Linked DNA regions of Rattus norvegicus: region 2 is linked to region 1. A link is a contact called in public Hi-C data. All regions are on one chromosome and are shown on one strand. The core of a region is the stretch at or near the end of the contact, and the rest is flanking DNA. Distances in the headings are between cores, read along the strand shown. Region 1 holds the start of Cd44 (CD44 molecule). Region 2 has its middle 65 kb from the start of Pdhx.

Region 1 (4,309 bases), core at 1,051-3,550:
TGTCACTGCTGTCAATGTCTCTAAAACTGCTGCCATACGGTTCTCCCTAATTGAAAAACCGACAATGAAGTTGTGAAGGGTCTGTAATACTGTGAATTAACTAAATGCCACATAATTGCACTTGTGTGACAGCCAGTTTATATGTGTTTTCACACAAAAGTCATTTTTAAAACTCACAATGGCTCTTGGTTTTCTACAGGACCAAGTTCAAAGTTCCTTGAAGTTTACAACCTGGTCTCTGCAGAATTCTCTAGTCTTCATTCTTACTTTGAGCATTCAGTCTCATCATCTGATCTAATATTCAAGTCTTTATAGGACACACACACACACACACACACACACACACACACACAGAAACAGAGAGAGGAGGGTAGGGGGAGAAAGATCCCTTATCAACAGATCACTTCCAGAAAACCCAAGCTTCATCTGCAACTTTCAGAAGATAAATTCTCTTGCATAAAATGGCTCAGTATTTGCATGCAGCACACACATGTTCTTCTAGTCATGGCTAGATACTTGTAATACCTAGCAAAATGAAATGTAGAGTTATATATTAATATATATATATATATTTATCTATGTGATACGTAGTGGTTGAGCTGTGTGGTTCACAAAGTAATGAAAAGCAAAAAGCTTGTAGACACTCAGAACAAATGCAATTCTTATGAATTTTTTAGCCTATAGATACATGAAGCTGGCTGAATTATCTTTAATCATTTTAACAGTTACTGATTATGTGTGTATGTCTGTGCTCCAACGTGCACACGTGCACATGCACGCATTTGCACCATGATACACATAGGCATGCCCGTGAAAGGCAAAGGACAATTTGCCTAATTCACCCTGTGGGTTCCAAGGATCTAACCTGGGACATGTGCTTGATAGCAAGCTCTTTATCACTGAGCCATCGTCCCAGTCCTAGTTGTGGTTTTGCAGTATATTTTATATTGCAGGCAGCAGCTGGCTTGTGACTGAGCTAGTTCCAGGAGACAAACCAGGCCTTGCCTCTCTTGATACCCTTGGGCACTCATTACATGCTTGATGAATAAATGGATGGGCAGGTGACTGGGTGCCTTTCTCTTGCTTTTTCAGTTTTTTCAGTAAATCCCAAAATATCACTTTCCCTCAGAATTTCTGGCACGATTCATTCTGGGTCCTGCCGTAGCCATGTCTTCTGTGTCTCTCATTCGGCAAGAAGTCCACTCAGATTTAGTTCACATTAAAAATAAACAGAGCTTTTGATATCCAAATTGCAACACAAATCGTATTAGAGAAGACAGGGAAATGTGATTTTAAATATTATTTCCCCTGGATTTTCAGCCTGGAAATATCTCCCTTGAAGAAAATGGCAATGTACACCCCTCTTTGAAATTTATCAAGAAGTAAAGAGGAATGTATTAAAGCTTGCAGCAAAGGGAGTATAAAATGCAAACAAGAAAGAGTTAATATGTGAGTGGATATGAGGATGGGTAGAGTGAGAGACGACGACGGGAAATGTGTACATGCATCGAGATGGGTGGGACGTATGATGAACGAGTATAGGACGGGTGTAAAAAAGGTTTATGGAAGGGTGGATGAAAAGTTGTACAGGTGGGTGAATACAAGAACTGGTGGGCAGATGGAGTATGGTAGATTAGTGCATTAGGAGGAAGATGGGTGGACACAGGAATGGATGGGTGGATGTGTGAGTATGTGAGAGCATGAATGAAATGGGTTGGCATCCTTGGGTTTTCCGGAGCAAAGATCTGCTGAGCGGTTTGGACTTCTCTCAGAGAGAAAGAGGAAACTCCCACAAGTTCCCTACTTTTCAATTCCCACCCTGGCCAGGAAGGCATTATCCAGCGGGGGATAGATTTCTCTAATTTTTTCTCAGCTCCTCCCTAAGATTAAGTCCAGCTTCCTGGGAAACCCATTCTTTCCCTAGCCAGGTTCCCAGAAGTTTAGTGGCAAAGGAGAAACTGGAGGATTTAACTCAGAGGGGCGAGGTCCTAGGACTCAGCCATTCTTCTTGTCCCAGGCAGCGCTCCTCATAGGCTGGCGGGCTGGGCCAGGGTTGAACGCCTGTGGAGTGGCCCTGGGGGGGCGTGGGCGCATGGGGGCAGCAGCCTTTCTCTTTTGCGGGGAAGAGCAGGGCTGGGGCGCAGGGGCAGCAGCGAAAGCTGGTTGGTGTGTCTTTAAACTTCCGTTGGCTGCTTAGTCACAGCCCCCTCTCTTTGGGTGTGTCCTTCGCGCGCTCCCTCCCTCTTAGGTCACTCTTTCAAAGCCTGGAATAAAAACCACGGCCAACTTCCGAGGCGGTCTCATTGCCCAGCAGCCCCCAGCCAGTGACAGGTTCCATTCACCCTCTTTGCCCCTTTCCCCGCGACCCTTTTCCAGAGGCTACTAGATCCTTTGGTTTCATCCTGCACATCATGGACAAGGTTTGGTGGCACACAGCTTGGGGACTACTTTGCCTCTTACAGTTGAGCCTGGCACAGCAGCAGATCGGTGAGTAGCCCGCCAGCCGGGACTGTGGGATGCGTTCGGCGAAGCGCCTGAGGACTCCAGCTGGATGCCTCTGGGTTGAATTGCCCGGGGAGGGACTGTAGTGAATTGGGCTAGCAAAGCAAAGCTGGGATTGGGGCTATGCTATTGGAAAGAGTTTGCTCTTGGGAAGTGCTGCTTTGGTGAAAGGAAAAGAGAAAGGGAGAAGAAAGTTTGCTGGGCAGGTTGCCCGCTGCAAATTTTGGGCGAGGTCCCCGACGCTTGCTGAAGCACATGGCTCAAAAGTAACTGTGCTCTTGGATATGCACAGCCTCTGTCCTGACTAACAGGCTCTGGCACTCAAGGGTTCCCTAAGCCTGGCTGGTTGTGGCTAGCAGGTTAGAGCCACAGACTGGGGCAGCAAGGACCTGTAGAGCACTCCCCAAGGTGTTCACATAGCTGTAGGCCAGTTATTTGGCAATGGGCTTTTCCGAAAGGAGCCTCAGAAAGCTGAAGAGAGCGGGTCCTGGCTTAGACTAGTTTTCGGGGCTCTTAGAGTCCGCTTTGATCACCGACTGCTTTATTTTAGCTTGTGGGAGTTTGAACTGGTTCTGTGTGAGGCTCTGAGTACCCAAAAGGTTCCAGCATGGGCCAAGGAGGACACAAGACAGGAACATAACTGGACCAGCCTCCGGTGCTTGCAGTCTCCTGGGTTTGCCAGTCTAGGCAAAGTCAAACAGCAACAGGGTCCATATTCGCTGCCTGGCAGCTTCAGGGCAGGAGGGGGCCTGCATTAGGGTAACACGTGAACTTTAGCGCGGAGTCCCTAATATCCCATCTAAACGAGGTTGGTGGCTTCTGTGGCTGTGGAGGGGAGGAGCTGGGGCCAGGTATTCAGTATGGCTCAATTCTAAGAGTTTCCCCTCTTTTATATGTATACGAACAGATAATTACACGAAGGCTTTGTTTATCATCAGCATAGTTAATTTTTCTTTTAAGAAGTGTCAGTCAGGTCACTAAGCCAGCTCAGACTACAGGAGGTTCCTCTCAGCAAGAATTTATTAAACCCAGTTCTGGGGCGTAAGGGGTATCAAACTGGGTTTTTGTAGGCATGGTAGGTAGGGATTAGAAAATTGCACCTCCATTGCCGGATGTTAAAATTTGAGTACGGATGCAGGTGTAATGCGAATGATTTTAGCAGCACAGCACCATTGGCCATTTTTTGTGCCCCTTTGCTGTGCCAGGCTCTATGTGAGGTCCTTCATTTCTCATTTTATCCTCATGGTGATTTGGTGAGGAATGCACACACCACCACCCCCTTTACCAGTAGGGAAACAGGTTCAGAGAGGTTAGGTGGCTTCTCCTATGGGATGGTGCTGGGTGTGAACTTGGGTTCATTAGCTCAGACTGCCATGGGATACCTAAATGTGAGTGCTAGACAAAATCGAAAACCTTCAGGAAAGCGGTATCTAGCCAGCAGAGACTACAGTGGAGGCTTCCATAGAGAACCAGAGCTCCAAGGGACCCTTGGAAGGCAGAAACATTCAGGATGGATGAGGGAAGGGCAGAGAGTCCTGAACTTGCCTCAGGAGGAAGGTTAGCACACTACTCCCACCTTTGTTGGGACTGAAGGGCTGAACTCCCACATTTTCCTGGCCTATGTCCCAGCTATTCTAAAAGCCCTACTACCTGCTGCCCTTCCGAACCCCCTGGAGTCAGGTCCCAAGGCCAGCAGGCTGTCTTCTGCCTTGGGGTTCCTATCTTCCTGCTGTACAGTGCGGCTCCAGGACAAGTAGGGTAAGTGCCAGTAGCAGCAGCTACCTAGACCCTGGCTTTCACTCCCTTG
Region 2 (4,216 bases), core at 1,404-3,903, 120 kb before region 1:
TTTGATCATATAGTTTATTTTCACATTTTTAAAAAGTCACTTCCCTGGTTTTCCAAGAAGTCCGAGAAAGTGAGTGTTGTCAATGCTCCTTGATTTAAACTACATCACAGAGGACATAAATATAAGGGAAATACAGGTTTCTGTTAAAAGTTGAGAAAACATTAGGGCTATCAAGATTTTCAAATCTAAATGTATTTAAATTTTTTCTTTATGAAATTCATAGTTATTCCTTTAAAGACTTGGCTGTTGTGTCCAAATGACATATTTAGCAGAGTCTCTTTATAAAGCATAAACTCTGTGAACACAAGGTTAAGTTTTTATTTGAATATTATATTATACTTAAACTTTTTATGGGGTCTCACTATATGTAGCCCTGCCTATCCAGGAACTTGCTCTGTAGACCAGGCAGGCCTCAAACTCAGATCTGCCTGCCTCTGCCTCCCAAGTGCTGAGATTAAAGTGTGCACCATCACCACCTGGCCTCCATTTAAACTTTCTGTCCCTGGCTTCTCAGTCCACTTGGCAGAGAATGCTACTTACCAGGAAGCTACAGGACGGAGCTTGGTAGCTAATCACCCTTCCCAGTGCCATAGCCTCTGCTCTGTGGGAGCATCCTCTAAGAATGCATTTAAGTTTGCATGCTTGTTCATTGGGAGTATTTTATGCCTAGGGTCAGCCTAGCTTAAAATCACTACGTTTTTGGCAGTAAGATTATCCTGTGTCTTAATTCTTACCTATGGAGGATGGGAAAGCTCATCTGTGTGGCAACTGATTATCTTGCATCATCCCTTCAGTGCTGTGTGGGAGGTGCATGCTGCTCTATAGCAACCCTCCTTCAGAGTCTTGAATACCACGTAGAGACTCAGAGGTTACATGAGCGGATCAAAGCTCCGAGAGCTGCATCTGGGATTGAGCCTATGTCCATGAGGTATAAAGCTTAAATGTTCCATTCTGAGTGCCCATTGGCTGAGCTGGTTCTACTGAAGTTCTTCAGCGATGTCACTTCATGTACTTCCTATATTAACCTCTCTTAGCTCATATTTTCTTTGTAGTTCTTTCTGCATCCTGGTTAGGTTGCACAAGAGGCACTGAGGGATTTTTTGTTTTGTTTCCCTTAAAAATACATCTGGGGGCTGGGGATTTAGCTCAGTGGTAGAGCGCTTACCTAGGAAGCGCAAGGCCCTGGGTTCGGTCCCCAGCTCTGAAAAAAAGAACCAAAAAAAAAAAAAAAATACATCTGGGAAGTGCTAAAATTAAGTATCATGACTTATATATAACTCCCAATGAAAGCCTTAGAAAAACTGAAGCTTAAAACATTTAAGGTAGTGACCCTCAGCCTTCCTAATGCTGCAGTTCCTTAGGTTGTGGTCACCCCCCAACCATGAAGTTACTTTGTTGTTATTTAATAACTGTAATCTTGCTACTGTCACGAATCATCATGTAAAGATCTGATATGTGGAACATCTGAAATGTGATCCCCAAAGGGTTCGTGACCCACAGTTTGAGAACCATTGAGTTAGGTCTGGGTGCCTCTAGGGATAAAATTTGATGGGGATGAGCCGATGGGACTTGCGTGTGGTCCCAGCTACAGTGGATCCAGATCCAGGAAGGTCATCGGAGTGCTCTTCTTAGGGACCAATCTAGGCAACAAGATGGGAGTGACAACAAAAGAACTCATCCAGCCATAATGGCATGAAGCACTCAGAAGAGGTGGCAAGAGGATCATGTCTTGAAGGCCAATCTGGGCCCCATAGCATGTACCATCCTGTTTTGTCTCCAGAAGGAAAAGCAATTAAAACATACATTTAATAAAGAACACTTTAGCTTTGAATCTGGTTCATGTTCAGAACTCAAAAATCATTACCTCAGTTTCAATCCCAGTTGCTCCTGTCTTCTACATGAATAACTACATCAGCCTTCAATCCTAGTCCAGGGTTAGTAGTGGATGAGAGAGTTCATTGGTTTACCCAGACCAGATATATGGACAGCCACCAAATAAGTAAGCAATCCTCTAGGACACAAGTGAGGGCGGGCCTGGAGCATGTGGTGTGTATATTGGGTAGAGCATTAATGAGTGATCACCAGGCCAAGTGAGGGTTGCCTTTCAGGGCTTTGAAGAACCAGCATCACTTTCTCTACTAATGAGTCATGCAGTCATCCTTCTGCTGTCTTCTATTGCAGTTTAGCTCATGTTTATTGTAAAGGAGAAACGACAGATAATACACTTGAGAATTATAAAGCAGGCAGAACTTCAGGGTAAATTTAAGGCTGAGCGACTGTCGTTGATTCAGAGAAATGAAATGTCATTAATTTGGAGTAAGGCATAATGGTAAAATGATTGTGGATCTATCTCATAAATGTGATGGTTTTGTCAACTTGAGACAATCTAGAATTATCTGGGAAAGGAGTCTCCATGAGGAATCATCCAGACTTGGTAGCCCCATGGGTATGCCTTTGAGGGATTTTTGTAGTTGGTTCACTGAGGTTGGAAGACCCTACTCTAAACCCAGCCTTTCATCTGCTAAGCCCTAAACCGAATGAAAAAAGAGCAAACTGACCACTAGCATTCATTAGTTCCTCTTACTGTGCTCTTGACTGTGGGCGGCACCCTTGTGGTTTGAATAAGAGTGGCCCCATAGCTCATATATTTGAATGCTTTGTCACCAGGGAGTGGAACTCTCTGATAAAATTAGTATTAGGAAATGTGGTCTTGTTGGAACAAGTGGAACTAGGAATGGGCCTTAAGGTTTCAGAAAGTCCATGCCAGGCTCAGCGTCACATTCTGTTGCCTATAGATCAGGATGTAGCACTCAGCTATTGCTCCATGACTGCCTGTTGCATGCCACCTACTCCCACCATTGATGATAATGGACTAAACCTCTAAAACTAAGCAAGCCTCCATCGAATGCTTTCTCTCATAAGAGTTGCGTTGGTCGTGGTGTCTCTTTAGCAATAGAGCACTGACTAAGACATCATCTGACCAGCCTTTCCCAGCCCCTTCTGATGTGTCATCCCTGCTGTGCTGGATATAACCTGAGATTGTGGGCCAAGTAACACTTTCCTTCCTTAAATCATTTTGGTCAGAGTATTTTATTATAGCAACAGGAAAAGACTAAAGCAGCTTACTATTGGGGACATAACAAATAAATGTCATTTGTTTCAATATGGTAAATGGTCTGATATTTGTCAAATGATGAGTAAAATGTGAATGTTAAAAGACATTCTTCATTCACATCTGTGAACATCTATGTGCCTTGCTAAAACCCTTAACTGCAGTCAGCTTAAACACTAGGCGGTATTTATGGAGACAGTCTGGCAGGTTCTGTAAACAGAGCGCTGTGCAGCTGAGAAGATTTTATAGGGAAGGACAGTGACATTTGAGGCAGGTTATTTAATTACTGGTTACAATAAGCCTCAGCCCTCCCCTACTTTTCTTGTCTCTCTAATTTTAGTAACCAAATATACCAGTTTGTTTTCTAAGACTTTGTGTTAGTATCTGTTCAATTACTTAAATTCCGGGGGTAGGGGGGAGTTTTATGCCATACCAATTACAATGAAAATGTCCTTGGCCAGGTCAGAAGCCTAAAGAAAGGTACATTCATCTAGGAATAAGCATTCCTCCTTCTCAGTTTAATTGAAATGTGTTTTTACTTTCTCCATGCCCCTGCCTCATCTCTAATCCCTAAATTGCTTATACATATACATATATATGCAATTGTTTATATATATACATAAACATATATGCAATTATTGTTATATATAGTATAGATAGATAGATAGATAGATAGATAGATAGATAGATAGGTAGGTAGATAGATAGATAGATAGATAGATAGATAGATAGATAGATAGATAGATAGATTGATAGATATGGGTTGGGGGTTTTGTTTTTTGAGATTGACTCACTAAGTAACCCAGCCTTTCTTGCTCCTCCCAGGTTCTAGGGTTACAGTAACACCCAGCCTACATTTGTTTTCAAGCAGTCATAATTACTGGGTTTTCATCTCTGAGCAATCTGTCTAGGCAAGTAAAAATTAAGTTTATTTTAACATTTATTTATTCATTCAGGAGATGGGACACATGCAAACCTTGACACTTGTCTGGAGGTCAGAGGACAACTTTGAGGAGTCAGTCCTCTCCTCCCACCATGTGGGTCCCGGGGATGAAACTCAGTCTTTAGGATTAGTGGCCCCGGCTCTCAAATTTTAGTTTTAGC

The links. Hi-C and Micro-C count contacts between places; a contact is called where the count stands out from the background.
Region 2: a Hi-C map of the A7r5 cell line shows a contact between it and region 1, with 4 times the contacts expected there. The contact joins the enhancer-like site here to the promoter of Cd44 in region 1. A contact is called at or near these places in 2 of 12 Hi-C or Micro-C datasets (the A7r5 cell line and Schwann cells).

Annotation. Positions count from the first base shown.
Region 1 is chr3:109,697,415-109,701,723 of GRCr8, reverse strand. Cd44 (CD44 molecule) reads left to right here and starts at 2,300. Exons shown (of 19, transcript NM_012924.3): 1 at 2,300-2,487. The coding sequence starts at 2,412.
Region 2 is chr3:109,819,363-109,823,578 of GRCr8, reverse strand. No RefSeq gene overlaps it. Among named protein-coding and RNA genes, the nearest start is that of Pdhx, 65 kb to the left of the region's middle. Within about 2 kb of position 2,653, at least 8 of the 93 cell types and tissues checked have an H3K27ac peak or open chromatin away from gene starts, as enhancers often do. A contact at or near this core is called in the A7r5 cell line, where this site is marked.